Regions from separate parts of the Canis lupus genome. Here region 2 is linked to region 1. Evidence: chromatin contacts called from public Hi-C data. All regions are on one chromosome and are shown on one strand. The core of a region is the stretch at or near the end of the contact, and the rest is flanking DNA. Distances in the headings are between cores, read along the strand shown. Region 1 overlaps LOC476436 (CLK4-associating serine/arginine rich protein). Region 2 holds the start of TOMM40 (mitochondrial import receptor subunit TOM40 homolog).

The links. A called contact is a pair of places that touch in the nucleus more often than the background predicts.
Region 2: a contact with region 1 is called in a Hi-C map of blood, with 2.6 times the contacts expected there. The contact joins the promoter of TOMM40 here to the enhancer-like site in region 1. A contact is called at or near these places in 3 of 9 Hi-C or Micro-C datasets (amygdala and blood).

What each region holds. Positions count from the first base shown.
Region 1 is chr1:111,130,420-111,136,120 of UU_Cfam_GSD_1.0, reverse strand. LOC476436 (CLK4-associating serine/arginine rich protein) reads left to right here. Exons shown (of 21, transcript XM_038528603.1): 4 at 25-126; 5 at 343-422; 6 at 2,506-2,590; 7 at 3,687-3,835; 8 at 4,674-4,770. Among named protein-coding and RNA genes, the nearest start is that of GEMIN7, 15 kb to the right of the region's middle. Within about 2 kb of position 2,765, at least 1 of the 20 cell types and tissues checked has an H3K27ac peak or open chromatin away from gene starts, as enhancers often do. A contact at or near this core is called in blood, where this site is marked.
Region 2 is chr1:111,246,318-111,252,018 of UU_Cfam_GSD_1.0, reverse strand. TOMM40 (mitochondrial import receptor subunit TOM40 homolog) reads left to right here and starts at 2,290. Exons shown (of 10, transcript XM_038528617.1): 1 at 2,290-2,365; 2 at 2,462-2,741; 3 at 3,483-3,550; 4 at 4,026-4,118; 5 at 4,992-5,093; 6 at 5,174-5,279. The coding sequence starts at 2,468. NECTIN2 (nectin-2) reads left to right here. Exons shown (of 9, transcript XM_038528618.1): 9 at 1-189. The coding sequence ends at 22.

The DNA.
Region 1 (5,701 bases), core at 1,516-4,015:
TAAACTCGTTGCTCCCCATTTCAGGATGCCCTGGCAGGGGGACACCAACAACATGATTGACCGCTTCGATGTCCGTGCCCACCTTGATCACATCCCCGACTACACCCCGCCGCTGCTCACCACCATGTAAGCTGCGCCCCTGACGCTTGCCAGGCAGAGAGTCTGAGCCTTACTCCCCCCTCTTTCCCAAGCCCTTGCCTGCCTGTCACTTTCCTGGGAAGGAGGAGGTATGCCAGTGGGGAGCTTCCCAGCCTGAACCAGACTCCTCATCCCCTGCTCCTGCTGGCTTGGGGTGTGGCCTACCCTCTTCCTCTGATCTCAAGGCCTTGACCTCCCCCAAAGCTCCCCAGAACAGGAGTCAGACGAGCGGAAATGTAACTACGAGCGCTACCGAGGCCTGGTGCAGAACGACTTTGCCGGCAGTGAGTGAGCTGGGGCATGGCGGGTGGGTAGGGAGGCCGTGGACACAGGAAGACCACTTTCACTCCAGTGCTTTCAACTACAGGACCTGGGGTTTGCTCCCAGCTCTTTCTTCTGAGGCCTCTGTCTTTGGACCCAGTACAGGCAATGTCTCCTGAGCAAGATAGTCCTGCCGAGGTCACTTTCATATCCCACACCCTCTGCCTTTCTGATCTTTGTCCTAAAAAATTTGGGAAAATAGCAAGAATGCATCATATCCCTCTGTGTGTTTCTGCCAGTTTGTTTGGGTCAGAATGTAACTTTTGAAGAGGAAATTTCTTTCAAGAATTTTCTAAGAATATTTACACAAAGTTTGACAATCTGCCAATCCTTTGTATATATTGGTATCGTTCCTCTGAGCCATCACCATGCTGCTTCACAAATAAAACGGAGACTCAGGGTTTTCCCCATTCTGGGCTTGCCCGGGGAGGTTTGGACTCTGACAAACTTGGATCTTTTTGTCTGCATTCTATCTCATCACATCTGCACAACCATCTAGCAGTGGCATCCATTTTATAGACGAGGACGTTGAGGCTCAGGAGTTGGTGGGAACACCGTCCAAAAAGCTGGGATTCTCACCCTGCCCTTAACCACTGCTTCCTTCTGATGGTCAGCTCTGAGCCTTAGCTCCCCTCCTGAGAAGGACTGAGACCTCCCCTCTTAGGGTTTCCCTGTTGAGTTAGAAGGAGGACAGGCCACATGAGACCCTTAGCCTGGCCAGTCTCAATCTCCTCCCAGAGAAGGGTGGTGATGATGGTTTCTTTCCCCCAAGGTAGTTGTAAGAGCCCGGTGAGGGGTACATGAAGCCCTGGCACTGAGCCTGGTTCAGTCAGTCCTAGGTGTGGATTTGCTATTCTCTAATTTCTTTGTTTCTAAGATGGGTGTTTTAGCATCTCTAAAACCAAAGATTGCCAAAGTTCTAGCAATCAGTGAGGTGTTAGAATCAGGGAAATTTATCATCATTGATACTGTTGCTGCTTTTGCTTTCACCCAAGGCCAGGGGGTTCTTGGTGATAGAGCCAGAGTTTCCCTTCCTTTGGTCTGACCCTGCATTCGTGCATTGCGATAATTCCTGAGCACCTATGGTGTGGCAGGTGCTCCTCTGGGGTCAGGGTCTCGTGGGGGGGCGGGGAGCAACCACAATGTCCCCAAAGTGGGTGGTGATTGCAAACGAAGGTGGGGTTATAAACAGACAGTGCGCTGTTCTCTGAGGTGCTTGACAGAGGCTAGGGTTGGAGAAGGGTGGAGAGGAACTCTGGTGAGGAGAGGTTGGCTGGGATCTTTCGGGTGGATGGGGGCAGGCAGCCTGTATGGCTGGAGCAAGGAGAGTGAGGCAGCTTGTGTGAGACAGGCCAGCAAGGCCCTCTCCCAGGCTTTGTATACCATGATTGGGAACCAGGAAGGACATGGGGGTGGGGGTGGGGCTGCTGGAGCAAGGGACTGTGCTCCGTCACCTCTGGGTTCACTCAGCCCTCCAACTTGACTTTACAAATAGAAAAGCTGAGACCCACAGAGGGAAGGGGACTTGCCCAGGATCCCGCAGCCCGTCAGGGCCATGTGTTCAATTGCAGGGAAGATCAGAGAAGGCTCTGACACAATGCCGAGCTCCCCAAGTTAGGTGTTGTGGGTAAACAAGAGCTCAGATGGCTCCAAACACATGTAATTGAAACTGAGCCACAGAGAGGCACATGGTGGAGTGGCCCATGAAGTCCCAGTGACATCCAGTGGTCAGAAGTTTGTAGTTTTGAGGGGTCCAACCAAAGGCCTCCCTTGCAGGGATAATAGGAGCATTGCTCTAGTGCCAAGTGCTCACTCTGCCAGGGCAGCTGCTTTACAGAAAAGGAAACCAGGCAGAGAGAAGTTAAGCCCCTTTATGGTCTCATGGCGAGTCCTGCAGTTGCTGTGTCCTCCCCACACAGTTTGTGATTATCTGCACTCCAGCAACTCTGCCCCTGGCTGAACTTGGGTTGCACTCGTCTTCCTTCCTTCTGCATTCTTGTGTCCCTCACCCCCACTCTGACCCTTCTGTCTCGTACTCTGCTTCAGTCTCAGAGGAGCAGTGCCTGTACCAGATCTACATTGACGAGCTGTATGGAGGCCTCCAGAGACCCAGTGAGGATGAGAAGAAGAAGTGAGTTGGGGTCTGGGGGCATGGTGGCAGTGGGGGAGCCCGGAGGACTGTGAGCCCCACCAGGGCACGGCCTCATCTAGCTCATCCACCTCAGTTTTCTCAGAGTCAAGGCCAGTGTTGGGTACACAGTAAGCACTCAGTAAACACTTAGAGGAGGAAGTGGTGGCCTGTGTCGACCCAGGCGTGGGTGAGTCCTGCCTTTGAGGACTCCCTCTCTGACTTTTGTTGTGCTCCCCTGCCACAAGGGCTAGGAGGAGTCCTCTCTTCCTGCAGTGAATGGAGCTTGTAGGTGGTTCTGTGCCTGCCCTGTGTGTGTTCAGCAGCAGCAAGTGTCACTTCAGAGGGGGGCTTCTCAAGGCCATGTCCTTCAAGGAACAAGCTGTGGGGGGAGTTGGGGCCTTACCTGGAGCAGCTGGTGGGCAGTCTCCCTTCTGTCTTTGTGCCCTCTGCCGGGGTAGCCCTGTCTTCCTCCTGGGGCAGCTCTTGGCCCACCTGTCCCACAGCAGTCCAGGAGCCTGACTCCTTTCTTCCATCTGGAGTTTCCACAGATGCCATGGAAGCTTCTCAATGACTGATCCTTACCCATGATCCCACTTTCAGGATGAGGTTGGCACTCAAAGGGTGCTTGGGACTATTAACTAAATTAATTCAGCAACAGACATGCTTGAGGCTGCTCCCCTGTTATGGGCAGAGCTGGGTCACGTTGTTACCCAAGATAACTCTGGGTCCTGCCCTCGAGTCTGCTAACAGCAAGTGCTTAGAAGACAGAAGGGAGCCTGCCCCGCTGGGACCTCCCTGACCCCCAGTAGTCATGACCCAACAAGGGTGGGGCTGAGGAGCTCAGGATGGTGCATGACCCAGCCTAGGTAATGACTTCCTGGAGGCCTTGGAGCTGGAGCTTAGGGGAAGAGGGAAGGGCTGGTAGGAGGCAGGTGCAGAAGGTTCTAGGCTGGGGGACTGTGTGTGTGAGGGCCTGGAGGCAAGAGCACCCTTGGGAGGCTAGAGCTTGGGGAGTCAGTGTGCCCTCCCTCATGGCTTGGGATCTGGGCTGGACCCTGCCCGTGGCCCTCCTGGCTCATGGGCTCCCCCGTCCCAGGCTGGCAGAGAAGAAGGCTTCCATTGGCTACACCTATGAGGACAGTACCGTGGCTGAAGTAGAGAAGGTGGTGGAGAAGCCAGAGGAGGAGGAGTCACCAGCAGAGGAGGAGAGCAACTCGGACGAAGATGAGGTCATCCCCGACATCGGTGGGGTCCCCTCTCTGCCCTCTCCCACCCCGCAGTCCCTGGGCATCGTTTTCGTGTCTCGTTCCTCACCCTCTGTGGGACACCCCGCACTTACGAGCCCCATTTCTCCCGTCCCTGCTCCAGGGCACTCCAGCCTCTGCCGTCCTCCATGTCTTACTCACGTGCTCCTCTGTGTTGGCCTCCCTCTCTGTATTTCTCCTTTCTCATTTTAGGATACTACTTCTATGATATTGTCCCCACCTAGGTTCTGTTTCCGTTCTTTTCTACTTGGGTTAGCCTCTCTGTCTCCCTCTTTTTGTCTCTCCTCTGGAGAACATGTGTTCGTTCAGTCCAGAGCCATCCCTCACCTCCCCCCATCCAGACCCTGCCATTCACTGTTCCCTGCAAATACTGGTAGCTCCAGTTGTCTAACCTCATCCGCTCAGCCAGCTGCTGCTTATCACACATATGTGAGGCATCCATCCCCTTCTCAGAGTGCATCTAGCTCCTAAACACTTCTGACTCACCCAGATCTTCACCCCCCATCATCCGTCCCCATCGACACATGGTACATCACTCAGTCCACTGGTCTCGATCGTCCATCTCAGTGCTCATTTGGGTCCTCATGCATTGCATCTCCTCCCCACCCCCACCTAACGCCCCTTGCCGTTGGTTGCGCTCACCTCCGGCCAACCCTGTGCCAGCCTGGGGACGCCGAGATGAGCTGACTCGTTCCCTCCCTGCAGAGGCCTCCAGTGTGGTGGGCATCCCCTCGTGCCCCCATCTCTCAGGGCACTGCCCCCTCATCCCTGGTCTTCTCATTTGGCTTTGGCCCCTGACAGCCTTTCTCTTGGTGCAGACGTGGAGGTGGATGTGGACGAACTGAACCAGGAGCAGGTGGCAGATCTCAACAAGCAGGCCACGACCTATGGCATGGCCGATGGTGACTTTGTCAGGTGAGGCCTGCTGGCTGGTGCTCCTCCATTCTGGCCCAGTGTCCATCCTCACCCCTGTTGCTCACAGCTGCTTTATTCCTCGGTGCTGGTAGGCCCAGCCCCATGTGGGGGGGGGGGGGGGGCGGCGTGCGGCGGCTTCACATGCACAGGCTCCAGAGCATATGGGATGGTACTTTGACCAGGCTTTGCCTGTGTGGAAACTGAAGCTGCACCCAACTCCGTGTGACCTGCGGACCTCTGACCCCTAAAAGTTCCCCGGGTTCCTGGGCCTGGTGGACAGCACCCTCTGGTGGAGAGGAGGCTTCAGTCACTGGCTCACTCCCTCACAGTTGCTGATGTGCATGCAGGTCTCACAGAGAATGGCCCCAGTTAACAGAGTATTGGGTCTGAATCCGAATGATCCCATCTGAACATGGCACCCTCTGCTCAGAACCCTCCATGACTGCCCCATTCCTTGGGCACCCAGAGTCCTCACCACGGCCACAAGACCTTACCTGTCTGGTCCTCTCCTCCTCTTACCCACACACTCCACCCCTGTGTAGCCTCTAAGGCTCCACCAGACTTCAGGCCACTGCAGTGTTGGCTTTGCGACTTATTCCCTGTGGTTTCTCCTCAGTTGTCATTTTTCTCCATGTGGCTTCCCTGACCTCCCTCTTGAAAGCTGTAGCAGCTTTTACATGTTCCCTGGCACTTCCTTCCTCCTTCTGCCGTCAATCTTCCCATCTAACTTTTTACTGTTTAACGTACTACTCGTCCCATTACCTTGGTCACTGTTTTCTCCCTAGAACGTAAGCCCGCAAGGGCCAAGATTTTTGTTTGTTTTCAATAGTGAATCACCAGTACGTAAAATAGCATCCGTGTGCAGTGGGTGCTCAGTAATCGTGCTGAATGATTGAGAGACTCCAGGATGGTGTGGGATTCCTCACTTCCT
Region 2 (5,701 bases), core at 1,041-3,540, 120 kb before region 1:
GTCCCGAGCCATGTATGTGTGAGCTGCGATGGCTCTAGCCTCTCAGCTCTCACTTTTTGATCCTTCAACTCTCTGCCAGGGATCTAGTGCCCCCTGACCTCTGGCCAGGCCACCGTCAGTTAACAGACAAAAAAAAAAAAACAACAAAATGTGTCTCATCTGTGACTTCTACCTTGGTGACTCCACTATGACCTCTAATCCATGATCTCTGACCCAGAGAAACCAGCCATGACAACAGAAACCTGATAACCATATCTCACGTGAGGGTGGAGTATGTTCCTGCACAACATCTGATCCAAGGATTCCTAAAGATCTGTGATCTTTAGATCATACCTCTCATGTGCCGTCATCTCCGGACTCCCCCCAAATCCCCCCAAAGACCCCAAACCTCCAAGTTGTCCTCAGGCAGTAAAATCTCAATAGTTCTGCTGGGGTAGGTGTTGGGGGTACCCTGCTGCTCAGACCTGAGCCCTCCAGGCAGCAGAGCCCCCTCCTCACCCTGTCTGTTCCCCAAAGGCAAGAGGGAAGGGATACCCCAGCCTGAGGCAGAGCTTCCCCATCTTCTCCCTCCTGCAGGCAGGAGTCTCAGGGTCCAGACCCTTCCCTGAGCCCCCACTACCCCAATTCCTGTCTACAGGGAATTAAGCCCTAGCCCAGGATGAGAAGGGGTAAGCCTCATGCAGTATGCCTTGCCGGCCCCAGCCCTGGAGGAAGAATTTGCTGTTACTTTGAAGACTACTGAGTCCTTTTACTCCTGCCCTGTGGGATGCAACCCAAACATCTCGCGGGGGGGGGGGGGGGGGGTTGGAGGCTGGGGACACAATACTCTTTTGTAATATAGCATTTCCTACAAAAAACTGAGTTTATACTTTGACCGGATGTCAACTTGTGTGTTCTGTGGGATGTGAAGGGGGTGGGGGTGGGGACACGATGGGAGACCAATCGGGCGTCTGGAGCTGTAGGAAATCGGCAGGCTAGAAGCCAAGGTGGGTTACAGGCAAAAAGCAAAAGGGCCAAAGATATTTTTTTTAAATTAAGTGAGGGGATAATGAATTAAAAATTCATAAACCAAAAACAATGATGGATAATGGAAGGAAAGGGGGAGGAGTCCAGGGCACGGTGGTTAATGACAAGGAACGACAGTCGAATGGGCAATGGACGGAAATAAACGGAACAGAGACCGAAATGGCAGTAATTCAGGCTGCAGGACTCCGGTTTAAAGGATAAATGGCAAGTAAGGTGAGACCAAAAGCAAAATTGCGAATAATAGGAGCTCGGGGCATTGTGGGTAATGGAACTGAATGAATGAGCCAAAGGCAGAGGGATAATAGAGGAATAGGGCCGGCAGGCATGATGGGTAGTGGACCCAAGAACGCGACGGCTAATTAAAGAAGCGCTAGAAGGATGATGGAAGCAAACAGGCAGAAACCGGCTAAAGGTAGTGCAGGAAATGAAGCCGAAATGAATGGGGCAGAGGCATGCTGGGTAATGGGACGGCAATGAATGGGCCAAAGATAGAAGCCGCAGTGACGCAAGGGGGGGCGGGGAACAGAAGGCATGATGGGTAACAAAAGGGGTGGGTCTACGGCAACTGTCGCGTTAAACACCTAAGGGGCATTGTGGGTAAGAAGCAGCCTGACTGGGTTCACATAACCGGTTAGGATTCTCCCGAGGCACTGTGGGAAGGGCCAGCACTTCCGGTTTTCGGTCGCCGGCTCTGGACTCCGGCGCTGCCCCGCTGCCGCGGTGCCTGGTGGGACTAGAGGCCTGACCTTGCTGCCTAGCAGCCTCTGCCGCGCAACGCACCTTTACCCGTGTCCCTCGACCCTGGCACGTTAGCCAATGAACGTACCAGACCGATTACGTCACCAGGATCGGCCTCCTGTACCCACGAGAGCCAATCAGGATGCTTCGAGGGCCAAAGCCGGCCAGTTACAGTGGCAATTTCGCCGCGGGGCGGAGTCGAAAGAAGGGCGCCCTCTGGAAAGGGGCGGAGGCGGCGAGTCAGTGGGCGTTTCAAAGTACGCAGCGCAGACCAATGGCAGCCGAACACCGGAACCCGCGGCGTTGCGAGCCAATAGATGCGGTCTCCGCGGGCCAATGGGAGAGGCGGGGGTGTGTGCCTTGACCTGCCTGTGAGTGGGAGCCAATAGAAAAGGACGTCCCAAAGAGGTGGGTGGGACTCCCAGCCCTGACTCCAATTGCACGGCCAGGCCTTGAAGCTGGTGGGCGGATCCCAGGGCATGCTGAACCAATGGGCTAGGTGGGGCGGGGCGACGGTGCTGGCGGCGGCGGCAGCGGGTTCGGTTGCGCGTGGCGCACGGGGTGGGAGCGGAGCCCAGGCCGGGTGCAGGCGCCGCCGCCAGTGAGAACCGGGGCCCGGAGCAGAGCGGGGTTTGGCTGGGACTGGACCCCGAGCGCACGGGCCCTGACCTTCGCCCTCTGACCTTTCCCCTTGCAGGCGACCATGGGGAACGTCTTGGCCGCTAGCTCGCCGCCCGCAGGGCCGCCGCCGCCGCCTGCGCCCGCCCTCGTGGGACTGCCGCCGCCTCCGCCCTCTCCTCCCGGCTTCACGCTGCCGCCGCTCGGGGGCGGTCTGGGCGCTGGGGCCGGTGCGGGTCGAGGTTCGGAACGGACCCCCGGTGCTGCCGCCGGCAGCGCCGCAGGGACCGCGGACGATGGGGCCTGCGGCTGCCTGCCCAACCCGGGCACGTTCGAGGAGTGCCACCGGAAGTGCAAGGGTGAGGGGCGACGGACCCGGCGGGGGTGTGAGGGCCCGGATCTCGGGGGGAGGGGGGGCGCTCCGAGGACCTTGGGAATTGGCACCGACCATTGGAAACATTTAACAGAGCGTTAGGAGTTGACGTTAGGATCGAATGGTGGAACATTGGACTTGGGGCATAGAACGATGGGATCGAATGGTGGAACCTCGGGACGAAATGCCAGAGCGGTGGAGAAAAGGCTTAGGGAGCTCAAGGAGCCCCGGGGTTCCGTCAGGCCAGCCTTCTTACGTGATCGGGAAGGAAACTGAGGCCCAAGGTCACAGTGTCAACAAGGGTCCAGTGGGGGTGGAACCCAAGTCTTCTGGAACTGGGCTTGGACGAGTTAGGATAGCAAAAGTGGCGCTGACTGACTGGCATTCAGTGTACGTTAGTTAATTCATTAAATCCCTGCAATGTCTCCACGTGGTGAGCTTACAGATGACATCTTACAGGTGACAAGCTTGACAGAGACTTAAAGTGACTTGCCTTGGGTCACATGGGTAGTAAACAGTGGCACTGGGATTTGGGTGCAGGCAAAGAAAGGCCTGGTCCTGGCCCCTGATTTGGTTAGACTGGCTCTTTATTGGTTGGGGTACTTTTGTGATGCTGTGCTTGTGGGTGGGAGAGCTGGGATGGTAGGGAAGGAAGGGATGAGAGTCGGTGTGTTTGCGTAGGGGTGTGTGTATGTGTGTGGAGGGTGACAGCGAGTCTCTTCTTCAGAGCTATTTCCCATTCAGATGGAAGGTGTCAAGCTCACAGTCAACAAAGGGTTGAGTAACCATTTCCAGGTGAGCCTTCCTGGTGCCCTTACTCCCCTGAGGTCATCCCAACCATCCCCCTGCACCTACACATGCAACCCCCTCGCTCCCCCCTAAAGGGCTAGGCTCCTTGGCACCTGAAAAGACTCAGAGACACAGTGCCAGGCTGACTGCTCATTGGGTCCCAGTGGAAGTGTTTAGGGACCCAGAACCCGGGGACGCCCCACCACCCTTAACATCCAGGCAGGAGTGAAGGACCGGGTACGTAGTCGCATCTCCAGCTTGTCTTTTCTCTGGGCGTCTAAGTAGTCAGGCCGAACCTCCCAGTCCCCATCCCCTGCCCTAACCCAGAGCCGCTCGTCTTTTCCTCCATGGTGGGGAAGCCAGACTGGCAAGTATCCCATCCCAGGCTGGAAGGGAGCTTTGCTGGGGGTAGGTTCGGCTGGGTTTATTGGGGAGGGGGTGGCCTACGGGCTTATCCCTGCGGCCTTCCATGTTCTCCCAGGTGAACCACACAGTAGCCCTCAGCACAGTTGGGGAGTCCAACTACCACTTCGGGGTCACGTATGTGGGAACAAAGCAGCTGAGTCCTACAGAGGTGAGGTTCCTTTTGTCTTTTCATTGTATCTTTTTTCTAACCAGCATGTAGCCAAGTATCCTGCAAAGAAGGCTCTGTCAGTAGGAGGCCTGAGCTGCCCAGGGAGCTCAGAGGGTCTTGGCAGGTGGGGGGACTGCCTCTCCAAGGTGCTTTGGAATATGGTCCCTCCTTCATCCCATTTGGCCCTGCCCTCGGCCAGCCCTGTGCTGGCTTGGGGTCACCAGATTGTGAGGACCCAGAGTAGGCAGGGCTGAACTGGAGATCATACAGGGCCTTGAATGCCAAACAAGGCATTTGAACTTGCTCTAGGGGGCAGTGGAGAGCCACGGAAATATTTGGACTGGGAAAGACATGGTCAGGTTTAGGCTTTAGGGCTGTCCCTCAGGCAGCCATGCAGAGGCAGAGTTGAAGGAATGGGGGTGAAACTAGAGGCCTGGTAGGAGGCTGGGCAAGATGCAGGTGGAGGTGAGGGCCTGAATTAGGTCTCTACTTCTATCAGCTGTTGCCATTCAGTAAATTCATTTATTCAGCATATCTTCATTGTACTGCATTCGGTGCCCAGCCCTGTGCTGGATGGTGCTGGGGACAGAGCAGTGACTGAAATGGCCACAGAATTCACAGTCTAGTAGAAAAAGAGAACAGACCTGTCCCCAGAGAGTGACAGTCCGAGGTAGGCAGGACTGAAATGCCAGGGGTGGGGGATGGGTGCAGCCCAGAGGGACACCTAACAGCCTAGGTGGTCAGGGAGGACGTCCTGGAGGAGGGGACCTCAATCTGAGGTTTTCTGACGCTAGGGTTCTCACATAGGCTCACCATGCATGTATTTCCATAATGCTAGACCTCTGACCTCTGACCTTGCCCTCTGCACCACAGGCATTCCCCGTGCTGGTGGGTGACATGGACAACAGTGGCAGCCTCAATGCTCAGGTCATTCACCAGCTGGGCCCTGGCCTCCGGTCCAAGATGGCCATCCAGGTGAGTGGAAGCCAAGTCAGCTGTTCCCCGAACCTCCCTGAGCACTCGACTACCCTCTACACTGTCTCTTCACCCTACAGACCCAGCAGTCGAAGTTTGTGAACTGGCAGGTGGATGGGGAGTACCGGGGTTCTGACTTCACAGCAGCCGTCACCCTGGGGAACCCAGATGTCCTGGTGGGTTCAGGTAAGAGGCACAGGGCTTGGAGGGCAGTCAAATCTCAGTCCCAGCTTTCCCGGCAAATCCATTCCTTCCTCTGGATCTCCTTTTCCACTGTCTAGAAATAGTCAGGGGCCAGGAGTGATTTTTGAAACATCTGGCAATGTAGCATCAGGCACAAGCAAGTAGGTTCAAACCCCCAGCTCTGCCACTGGCTACACTGCAACTGTAGGCAAGTTCCTTCACCCCCCGTGGGCCTCTTTTCTCCTCTGTTATCATTGGGCTACCTCACAGGGCGGTTGAAGAGGTTATTTAAGTTCTTTCGTGTGAAACACTTCAAGTGGCGTGGGGCACATAACGGGTCCCAGAGAGATGTGGGCTGCTCTTATTACTTGGTGGGGCTCTGGGGTGGTTTTGAGGCAGAGATCCCAGCGTGGGTGGGTCCATGT